2 separate regions of the Sus scrofa genome follow, and region 2 is linked to region 1. Evidence: chromatin contacts called from public HiChIP or PLAC-seq data. All regions are on one chromosome and are shown on one strand. The core of a region is the stretch at or near the end of the contact, and the rest is flanking DNA. Distances in the headings are between cores, read along the strand shown.

Region 1 (5,508 bases), core at 2,203-4,702:
AGACATTTATGACTTTGAAGCCTAAATAGACTCCCTAATTTTATTAGCTAGGAAAGCAAAGGGCAGGTTCCCAGTGATCTTGAAGAAGACTTTTAAGTCACGATGACCGCGGTTGTCGCAGTGCTTTTATCCTCTTGGAGCTTGTATTTTATATCATAAGTAGATTTTTCCCCCCTTTTCTCTTTTTTTGCTTTTTAGGGCCATACCCTTGGCATATGGGAGGTTCCCAGGCTAGGGGTCCAGTCGGAGCTACAGCTGTCAGCCTACACCACAGCCACAGCAACACCAGACCCTTAACCCGCTGAGGCCAGGGATCGAACCCACATCCTCATGGATACTAGTTGGATTTGTTACTGCTGAGCCACAATGGGAGTTCCATAAGTGGATTTTTTTTTTTTTTTTTTTTTTAGCCTTAATGAGATCTGTGTACCCATCCTAACTTTGAAAATCCAGTTTGCTGATGTTTTAAAAAATAAGTCTAATCTGTTAGAAACTGATAATTAAAAATAAATTTTAGGAAGTTCTCATGTGGCACAGTCTGTTAAGGATCAAGTGTTGCTAAAGCTGTGGCTCAGGTTGCAGCTGCGGCATGGGTTCAATCCCCAACCTGGGAACTTCCACATGCTACGGTGAGTGCAGCCAAAAAAACCCCCAAAAATAAAATTTTAAATGTGCTTGAAACCATAACGCTTGGGTAACTGGTTCATTTTTATCTTACTTGAAGTTATGTTCTGGTATAATAACTTAGGAAAATAGAGTAAAAATTAATGGCACTCTTTTGAAAAGGGAGGCAAAAAGGGCGTCTGCCCACCCGGAGCTCACAGGCTGGCGGAGAGGCCGACGGGCCTTGCATTCTTCTCTGGCAGCAGCCCGAGGGGCCGAGGGGCCGTCACCGAGCCTCTCCAGGGCTCAATCGGGGGGCCCTTCTCGGGGTGCACACATCTGGGAAAAGCCACACGCGCCTTTTTCTCTCTGGAATGGTGGCCATCCCATAAAGAGCCCGACTCCTCCCAGCAGAGCTGTTTTGTTCTGCTTTAAAAATGAGTATTCCTTTTATTTCAGTCTTGGACTGAAGACTCTGCTTCCCCTTTTCTCCCATGCGTTTCTGTTCCGCACGTAGACACGCATCTCTGTGTCTGCAGATCGAAGGTAAGGCCTCCTGAGCAGAAACCTCATTTTAATACCTCTTTGCGTCACCCTGGGGACCCTGCAAAGGCCCTTACTTAGTGTTGGTGTAAACGAAGTGTGCGTGTGTGTTCACACACGTGAATGATGGCATCGAAGCGCGTCGTGTGTGTCTACACCTTAAAGGTACAACTCCGCCGTGTTTTTTAAGGAAAAGTTTTCCTCATCTCTTGCTCTTTGTGTTGGCTTTTGTGATCTGCCTCGATGCTGTTTAAAAGACCAGCCAACACCCAGACACCCCAGGCCTTCGACTGTAAAGTGGGCAGCATCCTCGTTAACTCTGATGGCCCCCGGGTAGTGACTCGGGGCCCCTCTGCACGTTGGACTTCCCTGTTCTGTTTGTCATGGGCAGTAAATCCACTCTGCTGTTTGCCCAGCGGTTCTGTTTTCTAGATTATTTATAAGATTGAAACCCATTGTTTATTTTTCTCAGCAGGTTTATTGAGCGAGTCAAGAATAAAATATTGTCTTAAGCAGTAGAGTAAGCCATTAGCCAATTGCAGCTTGGCTTCAAAAGGATCGCTGGAGAGCCCCTCCCTCCCTCTCCCTCCCTCCCTCTCTCTCCTCCCGCCCCCCCCCCCCCCGGAGGTGGGAGCCAAGGGAGGTGGAGGATGTTCGGTGCTGCCAGATTTTTGCAGTTTTGCAAGGTTCCTGAGACTGTTTATGGTTTGGTATTTTTTTTCCCCCCTTTAGTCAGTTAGTGAGTCACCGTCATATGCTATTTTATTATCTTGAAAACAGACTGGAATTTTTATCCTGTGTCTTTGCCGTGTGAGGGAAGCCCCACTGAGGATGTTCTGAACAATATTAAGTACACACTTTTTCCTCTGGTGTTTTTCTGTGTGTTTTCAGCTGCAGCCGTTGTCTCCTGCTCCCATGTGCAGGAGTTGGACTTTTCTGACTTTGGCAAAAAGCGTTGACTTCCGTCCACGTCTCTGAGTAGCTCAGAGGGCTGGAAGCAGCGTAGTAGGTCCACGCCTCCAGGTTTGGGGATGCCTGCTGGAGGCATGCCTCCCGAGGCCGGAGCTGGGTGTCTTTCCCACAGACGCTCTGCTTTGGAAAAATGCGTTAATGAGGCTCGTGGAATTGGGTCAGAGGTGTGTGGCCTCAGGTGGTCAAGGGAGGGTTTTGCTGTTGGAGGGAGAGTCTGGCATTCGTGGAATTACTGAATTCTGAAGCAAATGGCCTGGTGAATCTGTGTGCACAGCCAGCGGCGGAGTAAAGGAGGCAGCGAGGGAGCTGGGCAGCCCCGCAGGCTTTCTGAAGACTGTGGGACACAAAGCAAAACAAAACTTCTTAAACAAACATCTACGTTTACTCTGTCCTCTGGACTGAATTTCCTTGTCAAAGCTTGAAGCCCTTGTCCCGATGTAAAGCCCTCAGATGCCTCAGGGGACGAGTCCTCGGGTTTCTGTCTCCTCCTCTGGCCACCGGAGGTTTAGGCAGGGTGACCCCCGCGGGTAAAGGCAGGCGCTCTGTGTTCGTACTGGAGTGTGCCAGTTCAAGGTGAGAGTGTGTCCCCGTCTGTCCGGTGTATTTGACGCGGACTCAAGCACACTGCTTTCTTTTGCATGTATTCTGTTCTGAGACATTTTCCCAGGTCATTGTATTGCTGGAAGTAGTTTTGCAAATCAGTGACTTCCGTGTGGATGAACACAGTGGGTGGTTTATTTCTCAGGCCAGCTCATCAACACGCACTTGGAGCTGAGTGTTCTGAGAGGGTACAGGATGGGGTTCTGCTCCCTCGGGGTCACTCCGAGTAGGGGTTGGCGTGAGCCGAGGCGCCAGACTGTGTGGTATGGACAGTAAGTGGCCCTGGGAGTCGGAGGAGCCGAGGTTGAGGCTGAAGGAATTGGGCCCCCCCTGGAAGATGTGCTCTCGGGGCTGAAGCTGCTTGACGTATAGGTTTTTAAAATGTTAGGACTTGTTTGCGGTGCCTGGCCAGAAAAAGTCCTTGAAGTATCCTTGTCTACTGAATTTTCCAAACACCCAGGTCCCTCTGCAGCTGTCCTACAGAATGGTGGCTCTGCTGTTCCTGAGAATTTGGTGACGCTGAACCCATTACATCGGACCACGTGGTTTTGGACACTTCTGTTGTTTGAAATGCCTTCCTTTTATTGAGCCGCCATCACCCTAGTCATGTCCCTTGACAACAGAGAGAATTATTGCCACGACCCACCCTCTCGGGCTCTTCTCACAGCTCAGGGCAGCCAGCACATCCCCTGCTGGGCTCTGGCTCCAGGCTGTCCTCACGCGCCTCTGCCCCGCACTGTCACCCCAGGTGAGCTCCAGATGGGCCTGAGCAAAGATGTCCACGCCCACTACAGCACAGTCCTGCATCGGACAGCAGAAACCAAGAGCTTTAGTCATGGCCCCGGACCCTCCCCAGGCCTCTCACTCTCCTTCCAGGAGGGGGAGGGGGACTGACCCCAAGAGTGTGCTTCAGGGCAGAGCCACTCCTTCCGGTTGGTAGAGAGGGGACCCCAACAGTGTGCTTCATGGCGAGCACGTCTGACCCAAGGGTGGCAGCTCCACTTTTCTGCCTCTGGCCTCACCTGTTGTGCTCAAGGAATCCAGTCTGGGTAGGAAGCCCAGCGGTTCACTGTCCTACCGCTGCTGCCTCACCCAAGGGCAAGGCCTCACCACCACTGTCTTGGGTAAACACAGGTTCCCTAGACTGTTCCCTGTTCTCAGAGGCTGTACTCCCTCTGCAGATTTGGAGATGGCTGACGTTTCCTTAAGACATACACCGCTTGAAGTGGAAGATAACACGACCCATTTCTCCAGGTCCTCTGCTGTGTATGCCGCACAACAAGAACGGCAGTGCCTCTCCTGACTGGGGGGAAATTGTCTCAGTTCCTTGCAGAGATGGCCAGCAGTGGGGCTGATAGAAATCCCTCTCGGGCCCCCTTCCTCTACCTCGCATCCCACCCCTAAAATAGTACCAGACCGTGTAACTTGTTGGGGGCACCCCCAGACCAAGCACTTCTCTGTTTGACTTTTGTTCACTTCTTGTTTTCTTTCACTGCCACCCCCTGCCCCCAGCCCAGCCCCACCTTCCCCCCAGCACTCTCGCAGGAGTCATTTTTTATAGCACACATAACCTTTAAACCGAAAGTGCATTGCTGATAACAAAATGAATGTCTTTTCTGCTTTTATTTTGAAAAGTCCTCCCCGTTGTTTAAAGTGGAGGACATTCGTGCTGAAAGCCTGTTGAAGGAGGCGCTAGCGCATCCCAGAGGGACTTTTGATTTATTTCCTTAACTCTGCCCTCCTTTCTCTGTGGTTCAAAGACCTTTAATGATCTGTGAAGCTCTGAGACTTCAGTGCAAAACAGTAGTTGCTTTAAGAACCCCTCCCACTGGATAAAAGGCCTGCTGGTTTCCACACGCTGGGTTTTTGACTCCCTGAAAGGCTGCCCTCTCACAGATTTTGGTTCTGCAGCATGATATGCTGGACTGGGGCCTTGATAATGCTTTTGTGAAATATGTTTTCTCCTTCTCTCCCTCTTTGAAAAGTTGTAATGAAAATTCCGGGCTCCTGGCCAGCCTGTGGGATGTGATACAGTAGAAATGTTTCTGGTGCCCTTTGCTACTCTTCCGCTCTTTTTTTTTTTTTTTTTTGCTTTTGAGGGCCACACCCATAGCATATGGAGGTTCCCAGGCTAGGGGTCCCAGGCTGCCGGCCTACACCACAGCCACAGCAACGACAGATCCAAGCCACATCTGTGACCTAAACCACAGCTCATGGCAACACCGGATCCTTAATCCACTGAGCGAGGCCAGGGATCAAACCCACAACCTCATGGTTCCTAGTCGGATGCAGATCTGCTGCGCCACAGTGGGAACTCCTGTTACTCTTAAGCTTTGATTAGGTTTATTTCCCATAAGCTTAATTTCGCTCCCCAGCCCCCCCCCCCCTTTTTATGGCTGAGAAGGTTAACTAAGCCAAGGTTAGTAAGCATTTTGTTGTGTAAGTTGCCACAACCTTAGCAGAGTCACCAGGCCAGGCTTTTATGGCAGAAAGAAGTGGCAGGGGGGACAACTTTTCTCTCCATGTTTGCTTCTTTCTTCTGAGACTGCCTTCTTCTTTTAAGGCTGGCCTTTGAGAGGCGAGCTCTGTCGGTTCCCCCATTTCTTCTACTCAAGGTGTTTCAGGAAACCACTGTTCAGCTTGTCTTGAGATTGTGTTCGTTAAGTTAAAAGTCACTAAGTTAAAAGTCACGCTAGACCTGTCTCTTTGGGGTTTCTGCCAGGTGGAGGGAGGAGGCCCCCACAGCAGCAGGCTGCAGTGACACTCCTTTGATCCTGCTTGTGGTTCTCC
Region 2 (5,508 bases), core at 1,466-3,965, 390 kb before region 1:
GGACAAGACGTCGTGTTTTGAGTTTTTGCTTTAGAAGAAAAGGTAGTGTTCCTGGAGTTCCCATTGTGGTGCCACGGAGACAAATCCAAGTAGCATCCATTCTGTGGATTAAGGATCCGGCTTTGCTGGTAGCTGTGGTGTGGGTCGCACATGCGGCTCGGATCTTGTGTGTGGCTGTGGTGTAGGCAGGCAGCTGTAGCTCCAGTTCAGCTCCTAGCCTGGGAACGTCCATATGCTATGGATGTGGCCGTAAAAAGCAAAAAAAAAAAAAAAAAAAAGGTAGTGTTCCAAGTATAAATTTATCGCCTTCAAGGACGGCTAGTGAAAGAACACACCTGGCCTCTCCCTGGGTCAGCCATAGGAAATTGCTGCTGTTCAGCCATTTTAGCATAGAAAAAAGGGCCCTTTTGCAAGGTCAGCAGAGCTTGGGGACCTTTGTGGAGCAGGAGCCAGTGTCTTCGTCAGTTTTCCGGTGGGTGGGCGGCACTGCCGGTGAGGCCGATCCCGCGCCTGACAGTGGGGCCCGGCCGGCAGGGCTCCCCTTCCTCGGGCCTCCCTGGGCTCCGTGTGCAGCCAGTTCTGTGGGACAGCGGATCCCAGCTGCTCACTGCAACTGGAGCGTGGCCAGCCTACACCACTTGTTCTTTGGCGCTAAATTGGGGAGCACCTGTCGCGGAGCAGATCTCTTAGAGTCCCTCGCCAACCCGGCTGTGCTCCAGGCCCCGAGCAGGGGTCTCTTGCCCCCGAGCAGGGAAAGGCAGCGAATCTGGGAGTGGAGGCCAGAACACCGCTGGGTCTTCTGGCAGAGCTCGCGGGGAGTTTTCTCTCTCCCTGCCTGGTTTCTGAGCGCGTCACCGCGTCTCTGTCCAGCCCTGGAGCTGCTGAAGAACGCCATCGGGAAGGCCGGCTACACCGACAAGGTCGTCATCGGCATGGACGTGGCCGCCTCGGAGTTCTACAGGTCGGGCAAGTACGACCTGGACTTCAAGTCACCCGACGACCCCAGCAGGTACATCTCACCGGACCAGCTGGCCGATCTGTACAAGTCCTTCATCAGGGACTATCCAGGTGAGTACTCCGGGAGTGCCGGCCGCCGCAGAGCGGCATCTCCCTCGGTCACTGTCACCCCGGCCCCTGAGCAGAGGCAGTCCTGGTCCTGCTGGGCGAGGACAGGAGCCTTGAGAACCAGGACCGCCGGGGCACCTCTAGGCCCTGGCACACCGGGAGGGTGGGGCAAGCAAGGCACGAGTAGGTTAGGACTGGCCTGAGGGTGCGCAGCAGATGGTGGGCCAGGTGTTCAGGCCAGGAAGTGTCCCCACGTCCCTGCATTTAATGCTCAGCTGAGTGACTTCCTGGGCGTGAAGCCAGGACCCCGACAGACGTCTTTTGTCTGAGCGCACAGCTCTCTCAACCACCCTGGGCAGTAAGTGTCCCATGCGACAATTGTGGGGTCGCAGGATGGCAGGTGATTGTGCCGTCACAGGGGTGGGTTGGTAGGGCAGCGGGTTCTGAGCCTGGCCCATAGGTGGGAAGGTGAAGCAGGTGAGCCCGGAGTTGGGTGGGCAGGCGGCCAGGAGGCTGAGGCCGCACTGAGGAGACACGCTGTTCGTCCTTCTGTCCGTAGTGGTGTCCATCGAGGACCCCTTCGACCAGGATGACTGGGAAGCCTGGCAAAAGTTCACTGGCAGCGCGGGAATCCAGGTGGTGGGCGACGACCTCACGGTGACCAACCCCAAGAGGATTTCCAAGGCCGTGGCTGAGAAATCGTGCAACTGCCTCCTGCTCAAAGTCAACCAGATCGGCTCGGTGACCGAGTCCCTGCAGGCGTAAGTAGCTTCACGGGCAGCTTGCAGGAGGGAGGGCCCGTGGCCCGAGTGGGGGACCCTCCTGGTTAGAATTCTAAGCAGGCTTGGAGGTAGAACGCAATGTGGCTTTTCAAGTAAGCAGTGGCCCCAAGGGACCAGGGCACCGGGCAGTGGTGGCCTCATCCGGATGGGGAACCTCTGTCCGGTGTTTCACACATGACTCGAGGGCTGGGAAGGTGCCCGGGGGTTGAGCGGAGGTCAGGGCCATCCTCTTGCCACCGTTGAGAGCTTGGCTGCTGCCCCGTCCCTCCCAGGGGTGATGCGTCACAGGCTCAGGAGGGGCCTCGTGCCGTGCGGCACAGCCATGCCTGTGGGTTGTCCCCGGCCTCTAGGTGCAAGCTGGCGCAGTCCAACGGCTGGGGCGTCATGGTGTCACATCGCTCCGGGGAGACCGAAGACACCTTCATCGCTGACCTGGTGGTGGGGCTCTGCACCGGGCAGGTGAGCGCCCAACACGCAAGCAGGCCTGCTGCTTCTCTCTGACCTCGGCGCCTGAGCACAGACCCGGGTGGTGGTGGGGGAGGGGAGATGGGATCCTGGATGCCCCCTTTATCCCCTCCTTCCCAGGCTCAGGGCCTCCTTAAGAAACTTGTCTCTGCCGTGGCACCCTCTCCTTGCCTAAAATGCCCACGAGATTCAGTGTCCACTTCGAGCAATCTTCCTTCTTTCCTTCCAGATCAAGACTGGCGCACCTTGCCGATCCGAGCGCTTGGCCAAGTACAACCAGATCCTCAGGTAAAGAGTGGGTGCAGCCTCCAAGGGGGGCCCTGAGCTGGGGCTGGGTGCTGGCCCCCGCTGTGTTCCTTTGGGGTGGGTGGCCGCCTGGCAGGATGGCCCCAGAGCCGGGCCTGTTCCACACAACGCCGCCCTCGTGTGGCTGGAGAGGGAACAGCCCCCGCCTTAGACAATTTAATGACCACCTTTGGGCGCGGGAAGGGAGCCTTCGTAGGTCTTATTCATCTCCCGTTCTGTGGACAAGGGTCCTTCAGGTCAGAGAGAGGAGGAATGACTGCCAAAGGGCAGACCGCGGTTCCACTGTTCAGGTCCTCCCCTCTCTGTGGGGAAGCTCCTGTGAAAACAGGGAGACCTGCCCTTTTGTCCTTAGTTTTCCCAGTCTTGCAGGGAAAAGGCACGTCCATTTCCCAAGTCCTCCTGTGTCACCCCATCTTTAAAACTTTATCTTGGAAAATGTCAAGCTTATAAGAAATGCAGTGAATGGTGGCATGTATCCCTCCCCTCACCCGGACACTCCAGCTGCCCCTGTTCCTCTGGGTTTCGTCTCTTTTCACCCCCTTTGCTTTCCTGAAAATTACAGAGCAAGTTCCAGGCATCTCAGGATTTCACCTGTAGATACTTCTTTTGGAGTTCCTGTTGTGGCTCATGGTTAAGAATCCTCTGTCATGCTATGTCGGCGTAGTGTCTGTGAGGATGTGGGTTCGATCCCTGGCCTCACTCAGTGGGTTAAGGATCCTCTGTTAACTGCAAGCTGTGGTGTAGTTTGCAGATGCGGCTCAGATTTAATGTTGCTGTGCCTATTGTGTAGGCCGGCAGCTGCAGCTCCAATTTTTTCTTTTTTTTTTTTTTTTTTTTTGTCTTTTTGCCTTTTCTAGGGCTGCTCCCGTGGCATATGGAGGTTCCCAGGCTAGGGGTCAAATCGGAGCTGTAGCTGCCAGCCTACTCCAGAGCCACAGCAACGCGGGATCCGAGCCGCATCTGTAACCTACACCACAGCTCACGGCAACACGGGATCCTTAACCCACTGAACAAGGGCAGGGATCGAACCCACAACCTATGGTTCCTAGTTTGATTTTTAACCACTGAGCCACGACGGGAACTCCTGCAGCTCCGATTGGACCCCTAGCCTGGGAAGTTCCATGTGCTACAGGTGTACCGTAAAAAGAAAAGAGAAACAGTTACTCTGGGGGTTTTTTTTGGTTTTTGTTTTTGTCTTTTTGCTATTTCTTGGGCCGCTCCCACGGCATATGGAGGTTCCCAGGCTAGGGGTCCAATCAGAGCTGCAGCCACCAGCCTGCGCCAGAGCCACAGCAACGCTGGGTCCGAGCTGTGTCTGCAACCTACACCACAGCTCACGGCAACGCCGGATCGTTAACCCACTGAGCAAGGGCAGGGACCGAACCCGCAACCTCATGGTTCCTAGTCGGATTCATTAACCACTGCACCATGACGGGAACTCCTACTCTGGGTTTTTAACATAACCACTCTGCCATGTTGGCGCCACAACTGCACCAATTAGTGGTAATTCTGCAGTAGGGGCACCAAGTCTCTTCATCGGGTCAGTCTTCCCTGGGGCCCCAAAGGGGCTTTTTTTTAACATCAGGATCAAAACACGCACATACCCTTGGGCTCCCCCTCCTTTTATCCCCGCGCCACTTTGAGTTGTCATCTCGTTTAACAACATTTTTTAATATTCTAAGCACTGGCGATCCTGCCATTTCTTCGCTCTTGTCCTTCAGGAACGCTGGGGGCAGCGGGGGAGCCCGAGAGCCGAGTGCTTTCCCGCCCCTGCTGCCTCCGAGCTGGTTTAGGGGATTAGCTGGACAGGCTGGGCGAGTCCTGAGTCTTGTCCTGAGGCAGGAGGTGTGTCTGACCCCTTCTCTGGGGGGAATCTTAGCTGAGGTTTGCCTCTCATTTCCTCCCCATCGCAATCCTTCTGCTTCCGCAGAATCGAAGAGGAACTGGGCAGCAAGGCCAAGTTTGCCGGCAGGAACTTCAGAAACCCCCTCGCCAAGTAAGCTCTGGGCGGCCGGCCCTGAGCCCCGTGGTCACTCGTCGGCTCATCAGACCTGCGCTCCATGTCGCTCGGCAGCTCGAGGCCCCGCCAGTGCTTGTGGGGCCTCCAGTAGTCGACGACCCTCCCCTCCCTGTGATGTCTCACTGCTTCCTTAGACCTGCTGCCGAAGCCGAGCTCCACCATCTGGAACCTGCTGGAAGCCCTAGCTCAGTAATCATGTGATTGGCCCAAATCATTGTTCTTCTCACCTCGCTTCCACCAAGTGTCTGGAGCCATGTGTGCCCACATTGCGGTCTCCGAGGTGGCCTGGGGCAAGATCCCCAGCGGTTTTGTGTGCAAAATAAAAAAGGCCTCAGTGACCCGGAGGGATGCTGTGTGTGTGTGTGTGTGTGTGAAACAGTCTGGGAGTCTGTCCTCGGGGTGTTCATGGAGTACCTGTTGGGGGTATAGGCCTTGGAGAGCTTCCTGTCACCTTGAGAAAGGAGCTTGGAGGACGTTGCTAAATCACGGGAAGGGCAGGTTGGGGGTGCGCAGCGTCCCCCCTTCTGCAGAAGCTGGGGCAGCACTGGGAGCCCGAGCCCAACTTCACGTTTAGACATGTTATTTGGGAGAAAATAGAAATGCAGAGCTCTCGGGACTTCCCGTCGAGGCACAGCAGAAACGAATGTGACTAGGATCCATGAGGTTGTGCGTTCGATCCCTGGCCTTGCTCAGTGGAATCCAGTGTTGCTGTGAACTTTGGTGTAGGTTGCAGGCGAGGCTCAGATCCTTCGTGGCTGTGGCTGTGGTGTAGGCTGGCAACTATGGCTCTGGTTCGACCCTTAGCCTGGGAACATCCATATGCCACACATGGCAGCCCTAAAAAAAAAGAAAGGGAGTTCCCATCATGGC

The links. HiChIP or PLAC-seq counts read pairs in DNA pulled down with a chosen protein or histone mark.
Region 2: a contact with region 1 is called in an H3K27ac HiChIP or PLAC-seq map of skeletal muscle, with 4 times the contacts expected there. The contact joins two enhancer-like sites. A contact is called at or near these places in 2 of 2 datasets of contacts at active chromatin or transcription factors (alveolar macrophages and skeletal muscle).

What each region holds. Positions count from the first base shown.
Region 1 is chr6:68,997,530-69,003,037 of Sscrofa11.1, reverse strand. All of the region lies in intron 12 of RERE (arginine-glutamic acid dipeptide repeats protein), which reads left to right. Among named protein-coding and RNA genes, the nearest start is that of SLC45A1, 66 kb to the right of the region's middle. Within about 2 kb of position 3,452, at least 31 of the 83 cell types and tissues checked have an H3K27ac peak or open chromatin away from gene starts, as enhancers often do. A contact at or near this core is called in skeletal muscle, where this site is marked.
Region 2 is chr6:69,385,353-69,390,860 of Sscrofa11.1, reverse strand. It overlaps ENO1 (alpha-enolase), which reads left to right. Exons shown (of 12, transcript XM_021095279.1): 8 at 871-1,068; 9 at 1,625-1,826; 10 at 2,198-2,306; 11 at 2,542-2,600; 12 at 4,549-4,982. The coding sequence ends at 4,618. Among named protein-coding and RNA genes, the nearest start is that of ENO1, 14 kb to the left of the region's middle. Within about 2 kb of position 2,715, at least 9 of the 83 cell types and tissues checked have an H3K27ac peak or open chromatin away from gene starts, as enhancers often do. A contact at or near this core is called in skeletal muscle, where this site is marked.